2 separate regions of the Mus musculus genome follow, and region 2 is linked to region 1. Evidence: chromatin contacts called from public HiChIP or PLAC-seq data. All regions are on one chromosome and are shown on one strand. The core of a region is the stretch at or near the end of the contact, and the rest is flanking DNA. Distances in the headings are between cores, read along the strand shown. Region 1 holds the start of Zfp558 (zinc finger protein 558). Region 2 has its middle 33 kb from the start of Olfr24.

The links. HiChIP or PLAC-seq counts read pairs in DNA pulled down with a chosen protein or histone mark.
Region 2: a contact with region 1 is called in an H3K27ac HiChIP or PLAC-seq map of embryonic stem cells, with 3 times the contacts expected there. The contact joins the enhancer-like site here to the promoter of Zfp558 in region 1. A contact is called at or near these places in 6 of 39 promoter capture datasets (the HPC-7 cell line, cranial neural crest, embryonic stem cells and 1 more), 1 of 484 Hi-C or Micro-C datasets (embryonic stem cells), 8 of 115 datasets of contacts at active chromatin or transcription factors (all in embryonic stem cells) and 1 of 9 other capture datasets (adipose tissue).

What each region holds. Positions count from the first base shown.
Region 1 is chr9:18,471,604-18,475,897 of GRCm38.p6, reverse strand. It overlaps Zfp558 (zinc finger protein 558), which reads left to right and starts at 2,339. Exons shown (of 8, transcript NM_028935.1): 1 at 2,339-2,544; 2 at 2,904-3,012.
Region 2 is chr9:18,720,252-18,724,646 of GRCm38.p6, reverse strand. No RefSeq gene overlaps it. Among named protein-coding and RNA genes, the nearest start is that of Olfr24, 33 kb to the left of the region's middle. Within about 2 kb of position 2,631, at least 50 of the 459 cell types and tissues checked have an H3K27ac peak or open chromatin away from gene starts, as enhancers often do. A contact at or near this core is called in embryonic stem cells, where this site is marked.

The DNA of each region.
Region 1 (4,294 bases), core at 1,090-3,589:
TAATCATTGCGACATTGTTGGGGTTTTGAGTTTGTTTTCTTCTGCTTTGATTCTTCTCTGAGGGTGATACCCTTGGAGGGTGTTGGGTATCTTCGTGCTGGCAACATAGTCAGGCCCAGTCACTTGGGGTTCTGTGGCTCATAGGTGCATTCTTTTTTTCTTCGGTGTCTCACAAATTATCCCAACCGTTGAATAAAATTATAAATATGTTAATACCAGCTTTTTCCAATAAAATAACAAATGTTACATCTAAAAAAAAAAAAAGAAAAAGAAAATGCCTCGGGGGCTGGAGAGATGGCTCAGTGGTTAAGAGCACCGACTGCTCTTCCGAAGGTCCTGAGTTCAAATCCCAGCAACCACATGGTGGCTCATAACCATCCATAATGAGATCTGACACCCTCTTCTGGTGCATCTGAAGACAGCTATATTGTACTTAGATATAATAATAAATAAATCTTTAAAAAAAAAAGAAAATGTCTCCATGAGACTGACCTGAAGACAAGTCTGTGGGGCACTTTAATGATTAGAATTGATGTGGGAGAATCCATTATACCATGGGCAGTGCTATTCTGAGGAAGAAATCTTGGGATGTATGAGAAAGTAAGCTAAACAACCTAAGGTTTTAATACAGTAAGCAGTGTTCTCTACATCTCCTGTTTTAGTTCTCCTGCCCAGACTTCTCTCAGCGATGAACTGTGATTAGGATGCCCTTCCTTCCTTCCTTCCTCAGGGGGCTTTTGTTTTCTTTCTTGTTTTTCTTTTCTTTTCTTTTCTTTTTTCTTTTTTTTTTTTTTTTGCCAGAATGTTCTATCACAGTAGTAGAAATCAAATTAGAACACTGACTTTTTTTTTCTTGTAGTATATACCCAATAGCATAGCAGGAATCTTTATCTTCCTGTTAGAATGCCTTTCATCAAGAAAAGAAAAAGGCTCATGCGAATTAAAGCTGTACAGAGTCACAAAGGCAAGACCCGTTCTCGTGAGTTTACCATGAGCTGTATATCAATGGTTCTCTACCTTCCTAATGTAACTGTGACCCTGTAATACAGTTCCTCATGCTATGGTGACCACCAACCATAAAATTATTTTCGTTGCTACGTCATGACTATAATTTTGCCATTGTTTTGTTTGTTTGTTTGTTTTTGTTTTGTTCTGTTTGTTTGGTTTGGTGGGTTTTTTTTGTTTGTTTGTTTGTTTTGTTTTTTCGAGACAGGGTTTCTCTGTGTAGCCCTGGCTGTCCTGACACTCACTCTGTAGACCAGGCTGGCAGCCAACTCAGAAATCCGCCTTCCTCTGCCTCCCAAGGTGCTGGGATTAAAGGAATGCACCAGCACTGCCCAGATAATTTTGCCATTGTTATAGTAATGTAAATACCTGTTTTCTTACAGTCTTAGGAGATCTCAGTGAAAGTCATTTAACCTCCTACTCCACAAGGGGTCATGACCCACAGGTTAAGAACTGCATACAGTCCTAAGGACAGCATGTGCTTGAAGACATCTTCTGACTAGTAAGACAATCTGAAGTACACCCGTTCCTATTTACTACACCCTGGAGGGACAGGAATCCCCATTCCAAGAACGATTTTGTACTTAGAGGTCACAGGACTCTTGCCTGGCTCTCTCACTGGCAGTCAGAATTCTTCTTACACATTTTCACTTCATAGACGGCATTCTGACATGATCCAAGGAGGGTTACCTCCAGTTCCACCCCTGGGGGTGATCTTTTATATTCCGTAGGACCACAGGACTCACAACATCCCATCCATATTCCTATCCCAGTAACCAGCCTCTCAAATTCCTTGGGACAGTAGCAATCATACTTCATACCATACACTATTCCATATGTCCACCCCTGAAACTAATCTCCACCCCTTGTCAACTCCGTTCACTCATGACTTTATCTCTGCCCACCTGCCCCAGAACTAATCCTCACCCTAGCCACTTCCTCAGAACTTTTTCCCAGCTATTACACAAGCTCCCCCAAGCTTGCGCTTCCAGGTTCTACCATAGTCCGTCCTCTTACAGTTCCCAGGGTCGCCCTGGTCTCTTTAGCTGACCTATCCCAAAATCCAACTATGTACACAGTCACTAAACAAACTGGGAAGAACACGTACAATACGAAGGGGACCACAGACGTGTAATCTGCCCTAAAACCCGGACAAACTTTTGGGCGGAAGTGAACCTCGAGGCGGCGCTCAGGGCCGGAAGTGGAAGCGCGGGGCGGAACTGAAGGAGGAGTCAGCGCAGCGGATGTGGTCGATCTTGGGGTGGGCGTCTTCGGCGGCTGGGAAGGGCGACTCGGTGTGTGTACACGGGTTTTTAGTCGAGTTGAGAAAGAGCGCCAGCCGGGAGCGCCCTCTGCCTAGTGGCCCTGGACTCCTGCTACCTCCCGAAAGCCCCAGGCTGCTTCCGCAGCCAGCGATAAAACCCGAGCTCTTCCAGCTCGCAGCCCTGGGAATGCTTTTTGTTCTCACAGAGGGGGGCGTGGCAGGCGAGCTGAGGGATGGTCAGCCAGCGGGTCCTGTTCTATCTCCTGAGCTGCAAGGTGCGTTCAGGGCGAATTAGCACATGTGCTGAGGGTGGAAATCCTTCCAGCTCTGTGAAGTTCATTCAGCCCCATCACCTTTAGGACCTCTACGTTTACTGCACGTGGAAATCACCAAAAGAGCTCTCTCTAGTCAATACATTGAGCAATTGAATAGACACATCATTCCAGCTTCTGCTGAGTTTGTGCCTGCATAGATATTAGGTAATTCCTTTTACACAGCCAAAACCTGGGCTATTATTACACGTTAACTGTGTAGATACACGTGGCGAGGGGCAATGAAAGGTTTTGTTTTTTTCTGTCACAGTTTGAATGCTTTCCATAAAAGGACTCATCAATCTTTGTGCCTTATTTTCCAGACAAGAAAAACATCATGCAAACTCAAACTTGTGTTGGACCCTCAATGTTGTGTTGAAAACGCCTGAATGTCCACCTGCCCTCATTAATCTATTAATTTCATGTAACCAGGTGAGTACGATGTGGAATATGAAACAATGGGGTTCCACCTGATCCTGCAGTGTAGAACTCCTTTTCTTCTGCTTGTAACAGGTTGTAATTCTAAGATTGCAACCTGTTTAAAATGAGGGTTATCTCAAGAAGCTGTATTAATATTTGATGGGTTATATTCAAGGGATGGATACAAAGGTGTGTGAAAAGTAAATATAGTTAAATGCAAATTACACAAAATAAAAGTAATTAGCCATGAATAAGCATATAAATGCAGAATTTTTTGTATACTTATACCAAAATTTTCAGAATATTATATTAAGTACAAATATATGAAATATTTGTGTCTATTTTTAGTACTTACAAGTCTGAAGTAAATGTTAGAAGTACTCAGTGGCACTCTTCAAGCGCATTCCATGTGACTCCTAAAAACCTGCAAATTGTCATGACGTTTTAGAATACAAAGGCATATATGAAAATGATGTCTTGAGTGTCCTTACATTAGGAGCAGAAATTTTAAAAATTGAGTAGCTACTAGATGTTTATAAGATTGAAAATATTTAGAAGAGTATCAAAGAACAAGGTAGTCTCCTTCCTTCCTTCCTTTCTTTTTTTTTTTTTTTTTCTGAGACAGGGTTTCTCTTTGTAGTCCTGGCTGTCCTGGAACTCACTTTGTAGACCAGGCTGGTCTCGAACTCAGAAATCCGCCTGCCTCTGCCTCCCAAGTGCTGGGATTAAAGGCGTGCACCGCCGCCACCACCACCCAGCGCTACCTTTCTTCCTAATAGGAATTGAGCATTCTGAATTTCTGAAATAGCAGTATGATTTTTTTCGTAATACAGGAGGTATTTATTAGCTGTATGTATTTGATTTCTTTTATGAAAATCTGGGGACCAAACACTTGTTGTGCACCAGTTAGGCCGATGCTCTACTACTGAGGTGCATTCCTACTCATGGCGTTTTTTTTTTATTTTAGCTTTCCTGTAATTATATTACAGGAATATTTGGTAATTGTGTAATGAAATTCATTATTACACAGGTTAGGATGATCAAGACGCTCATTTTATTCAAGGCTGAAGAATTTTCTAGAGCAGAGGACATTGAGGATTCAGAGAAGTCCAGACAATCTGGGATAGTTGGTCACTTTCATGAGCTGGACCCTGGTCTAATGCATGAAGCCCAAAACAGATTTTTGTCCTGTCATGGAGTGTACATTCTAAGAAAAAAGACACTAAAGACATTGGGTTTTTTTGTTTGGTTTTTTTTTTTTTTTTTTTTTTTGGTTTTTTTGAGACAGGGTTTC
Region 2 (4,395 bases), core at 1,382-3,881, 250 kb before region 1:
AAAGGCAGACACACTACCAGATTCTGTACAAGAGAGGTTTCTAGGATGGTCAGAACCATAGAGAGTAGAATTGTTGCTGGGGAAACTAAGGTTCACTGTTTTGGGTTCTTAGTTTCACTAATAAAAAGAATTTAAAAATAAAAACACTCATATTGAAGCTTGAAGAACAATTTTACAGAATTTGAAAGAAAAACAGTTGTGCAGGAAGAGAGCTGGACGTCTTCTTGGGTGTTTGAAAGAAGACAGAGAAATCACACTTTTTTAGTTTACATGTCAGAAAAAAAGGCAAAAGAAGGAGTACTCAAGGCATGCTTAGTAATATCTAGCTACAGATTTGAGTTCAGAGTGTATCAAATTATCCCAGGAATTGGCATGTAGAATGGATAGCACTTTATTTTGGGAAAAGGAGAAAGAATTGGGATGGGCAGGAATAGCTATGCAACCCTCTGAACACTCTTACTACCCCTGTGCCACACAGTTAAAAGTGGTTGACAAAGTCAATAGTACACCTTATGCATTTTACCACAATTTTATTTTACATCATTAATGTAGAAAGCTTAACTTTCACAACATATACAAAAGATTCTATAATAGGAACTCTATATTGGTCTCATTCTTCAATCTGTTTCTATAAATGAATTACATTTGTACTTACCATGACTACATATACAGTTCTGAGCACATTAAAGAACTTGATCATGTATAAGCTGGCTGATCATTATTTCATGTTTTAATTATCTTTAACTTTTACAATAAGTAACATTCTTATAGAATGAGATTTCATAATTTTATCTCCATTAAGTTTGAGTCTTAACAATTATAATTTTGAATTGAAGCTCTTTTAGTATGAAAATAAACTTTAAGTCATTAATACAGCACATATCCTTTTACAGTGTGCTCTTACAAAATATCAGTTTTTATTTGCCTCTAGCTTGTTGTTTGTTTGTTTATTTTAGTACCTAGCATTTAACAAATGCAGAAATATAAGTGATTAAATATACATCTTTAAGTGAGATTTTGATAACATAAATTGACCATTGTACCTTAGGAATTAATATGAGCTATGTTGCAGCAAGTTAGTTTACTTGTACATACATTTTTGACTACTAACATTTTTGTCAATGTTGCAGGTTTTATATTAAGCAGAAATGAGTATTTACAGAGTTTTATACTCATAATTGCATTTATCCATTCTAACTTCCTTATACATTTTTAAATTGTTTTATTTATTTTCAATCAAAATGTTGTCCTCCTTACCAGTGCCCCCTCCAAGAGTTTTCCACCCCCCTTCCCCTCCCCATTGCCTCTGAGAGGGTGCTCTCCCTCCCATCCCACCTACCCCCTCACACACCTACCCATCCCAGTTTCATATATTTTTTTAATTTTTCAAAAATACCATGAGACATAAGAGTAACAAATAAAACTCATCATCATATTTTGTAAGAAAAGATTTAATGAAAGGCATTAAGCAATATTTGGGGCCTTTACTTAGTATATATAACGGGTTTTTGTTGTTGTTGTTGTACATACAGGTGGACTTCCTTGCCATTTTTAAGTTTTAGCCTATACACTCAGAAAACCTTGAGGTCTTACATAATTAGGTCATAATTACATACAACCAGTAGGGAGGAATGCCAGGATACTCAGTGAAGTGCTAATGATCTTGTCTATCTCCTCATTTGAAAGAACGTTAACTGTAATTCGTTCAGTTCAGTTGTAATTGTTTAAACAGACACAAAGTTCTGACAATGGCCATTGTTTAGTTTAGAAGGCATGCAGCATTACCTTAACAAGAGAAGGCGGAACCCAGATTACATGCACAGTGTGATGCTACAAATTATTTCCTGTGTAAATAGTGTAAAACCATTAGCCTTGCCATCCTCCCGGTAAACATTACAGAAATTGTAGGACCACTGTTATAACATGCTACATGTGTAGCATGTCAAGTTTCTGCATCGTAATCATTATAAAATTTATGTTTACAACATCTAACAGAAGTTAGCTGAGGAAGCCCTATTACAACTATGAAGTTGGAGTTATTGCTGAGGAATTTTGGACAGAGGGTTTCTTCTGTCATTTTTAAGTATAAGCAATTTTATTACTTAATTATTTAGCTGATTGTACCATGAGATATGATAAATAATAGTTTCTATTAGAAGTAGTTTACATCTTAGCTGTTTTAAAGTACATAGGCCTCATAACATAACATAACATAACATAAACAATAGAAGCCTGTGTTAGAAGTGCTATGCTTTTTTAGCTTTTTTTAAGTACATAAAGTCTTTCCGGATTGGGGTGGGGGAACTTCTTAGTAATGTAAAACAGGCTATGACTTTTTTTATACACAAAGACATCCCCATGTCCCTGGGACTGCACTGGGTGATCTACATCTCTATGCCCTGTTTGTGTGTTTCTGCAGATGAGGGGTGGGGGGGACAGACCACTTGAAAAGCCTAGCAGGAAATTGAACCATAGAAACAAAAGCAAACAGCTGCGGGAAGTAAATAAGCCCCAGCAACAAAAAGACCACCCTAGCTCCCATAAATCAGGAGAGAGTGCTCGAGACCTAGCAGAAATAGCAGGCCGACAGGCAGGCAGGCAGGCAGACGTTAGGACCCAGTGTAGATTGTATCTCCAGTTTTCTTTTGTGTTAAATTTGGGCTCTAGGCCAGGATGGAAACTAGAGCTGAATGGCAGGGATGAGAGGTTAAAATGAGCTGGGGAACAGGGGGTGAGAGGGTGTTCCTCAGATCCTCTGCTGTTTCCTTTGAGAAAGTTGTTTAGATCAGTCAGAACCTCAAAATTGAAAGTTTCAAAACTGGGGCGAGGTATAGCCATTATCAGAGTGCGATGGACAGATTTGAGCAGATAATTGAGCTTCCTGTGCTGAAACCCACTAAGAAGGAGCTTTTTGAGCTTCCCTTAAAAAATGGTATAAGTTTGAAGTGACAAGCATGACTGGTGGAGTGTCTTATTTTGCTGCCTCTGGTGAACCTGGATTTTGGGAAAGAAGAAAATGAGCCCAGATGTTAGGAGGGAGCATCCATCCCTATGCTATAAGATCTAGGAGTATTCTAAAGGCGGTTAGCCATGGTAGATTCTCAATGCTCCAAGAATTTCGTGACCTGGAGAGGGGGTAAGAACCTCACAGGGCTTTGGGGGTCTGGTCAGGGAACCTCTGAGTTAGGAAAAGCCTGACAAATTGCTGTGCAATATCGTTTAGGTTTGTGAAGAACTGGAGTCTGGCAAAACTGAACTGAGCCTACTTTGGTTGACTCCCCTCACCTTCTGCTGATACCTACCAGTCCTCAATGAAAAATATCCCTGGCATTCCAGAGACCAACTCGGGAAACCACTGGCCCATAGGGCCTTGGTTCACATAAAGCTGATTTTCTGGCTGAGTTATAAACTAGGCCCAACAGACCCTGTGACCAGGCATGTCTGGGAGGGATTAGTGGGTGTCAGTTTGTGCTAGGGTTCAGTCAGAGCTAGGCTGCCAGGAAGTCTTTTATAATGTCCAGGCCTCCAGTGCCTCAGGGCTCAAGTTTCGGTGGAAGCAGAGACAAATAATAGAAGGTGTACACAAGACAGGATGATTCCCACAGCACACAAGGCCTAGGGAAGCTTGTTATGAAAGAGCAGTGCAGAAGAGAAAAAGGGGAGGAGAGGGAAGAAAAAGAAAGAAAGAGAGGAGAGAAGATAACACAGTATAGGATAAAGACAGTGAGAAGAAAGAGGGGAAGGGGGAACAAAGATATCTATATGAAAGAAAACATGCAAATGGGAGAGTGGTTAGCTAGAGAGGTAAAGGGACGAGATGCAGAAAAGGAGCAGAAAGATGGAAAAGACAAGAGGGAATATTTTAAAAGGGAAAGAGAGGTGTTGAGAGATATTTACAGAGACTAAAAGAGAAAGTGAATAGATCCTGGAGAGAACAGGGGATATGATGGAATGGGAGAGAATGATAGAGAGGAGAAAATCAGGTGAAAGAACAACTTGGAGAGAGTGAGATCTTGAGAGAAACAAATATTAAAAATAACTGGAGATAGGCAGTGAAGGAAAGAAATCAAGAAAGGAGAAAACATAATTCAACTCTATGTGAAGTGGGCAAAGAAAAAAATGCAGAAAGAACAAAAGGCAGAAGAGGAAAAACTGGGGGAAAGGTAAGGGAGGCCAGGGACTGGGAAATATTGAGGAAGAGACACAGAGGCAAATATACCATGACTGGAAGAAAGGGTGATGACAAGGGCCTGGGGATGCAGTTCAGTGTGGAATCATGATCCTCGTGGCCATTAGGAATGAGCCCAGATATTTGTTCCTGAGGAGACCTTTTCCATCTTTTCCCATGAGAAAGGAAGCAGCCCTCTAAGGAAACCCTGCCCTGCTTCCTCTCTA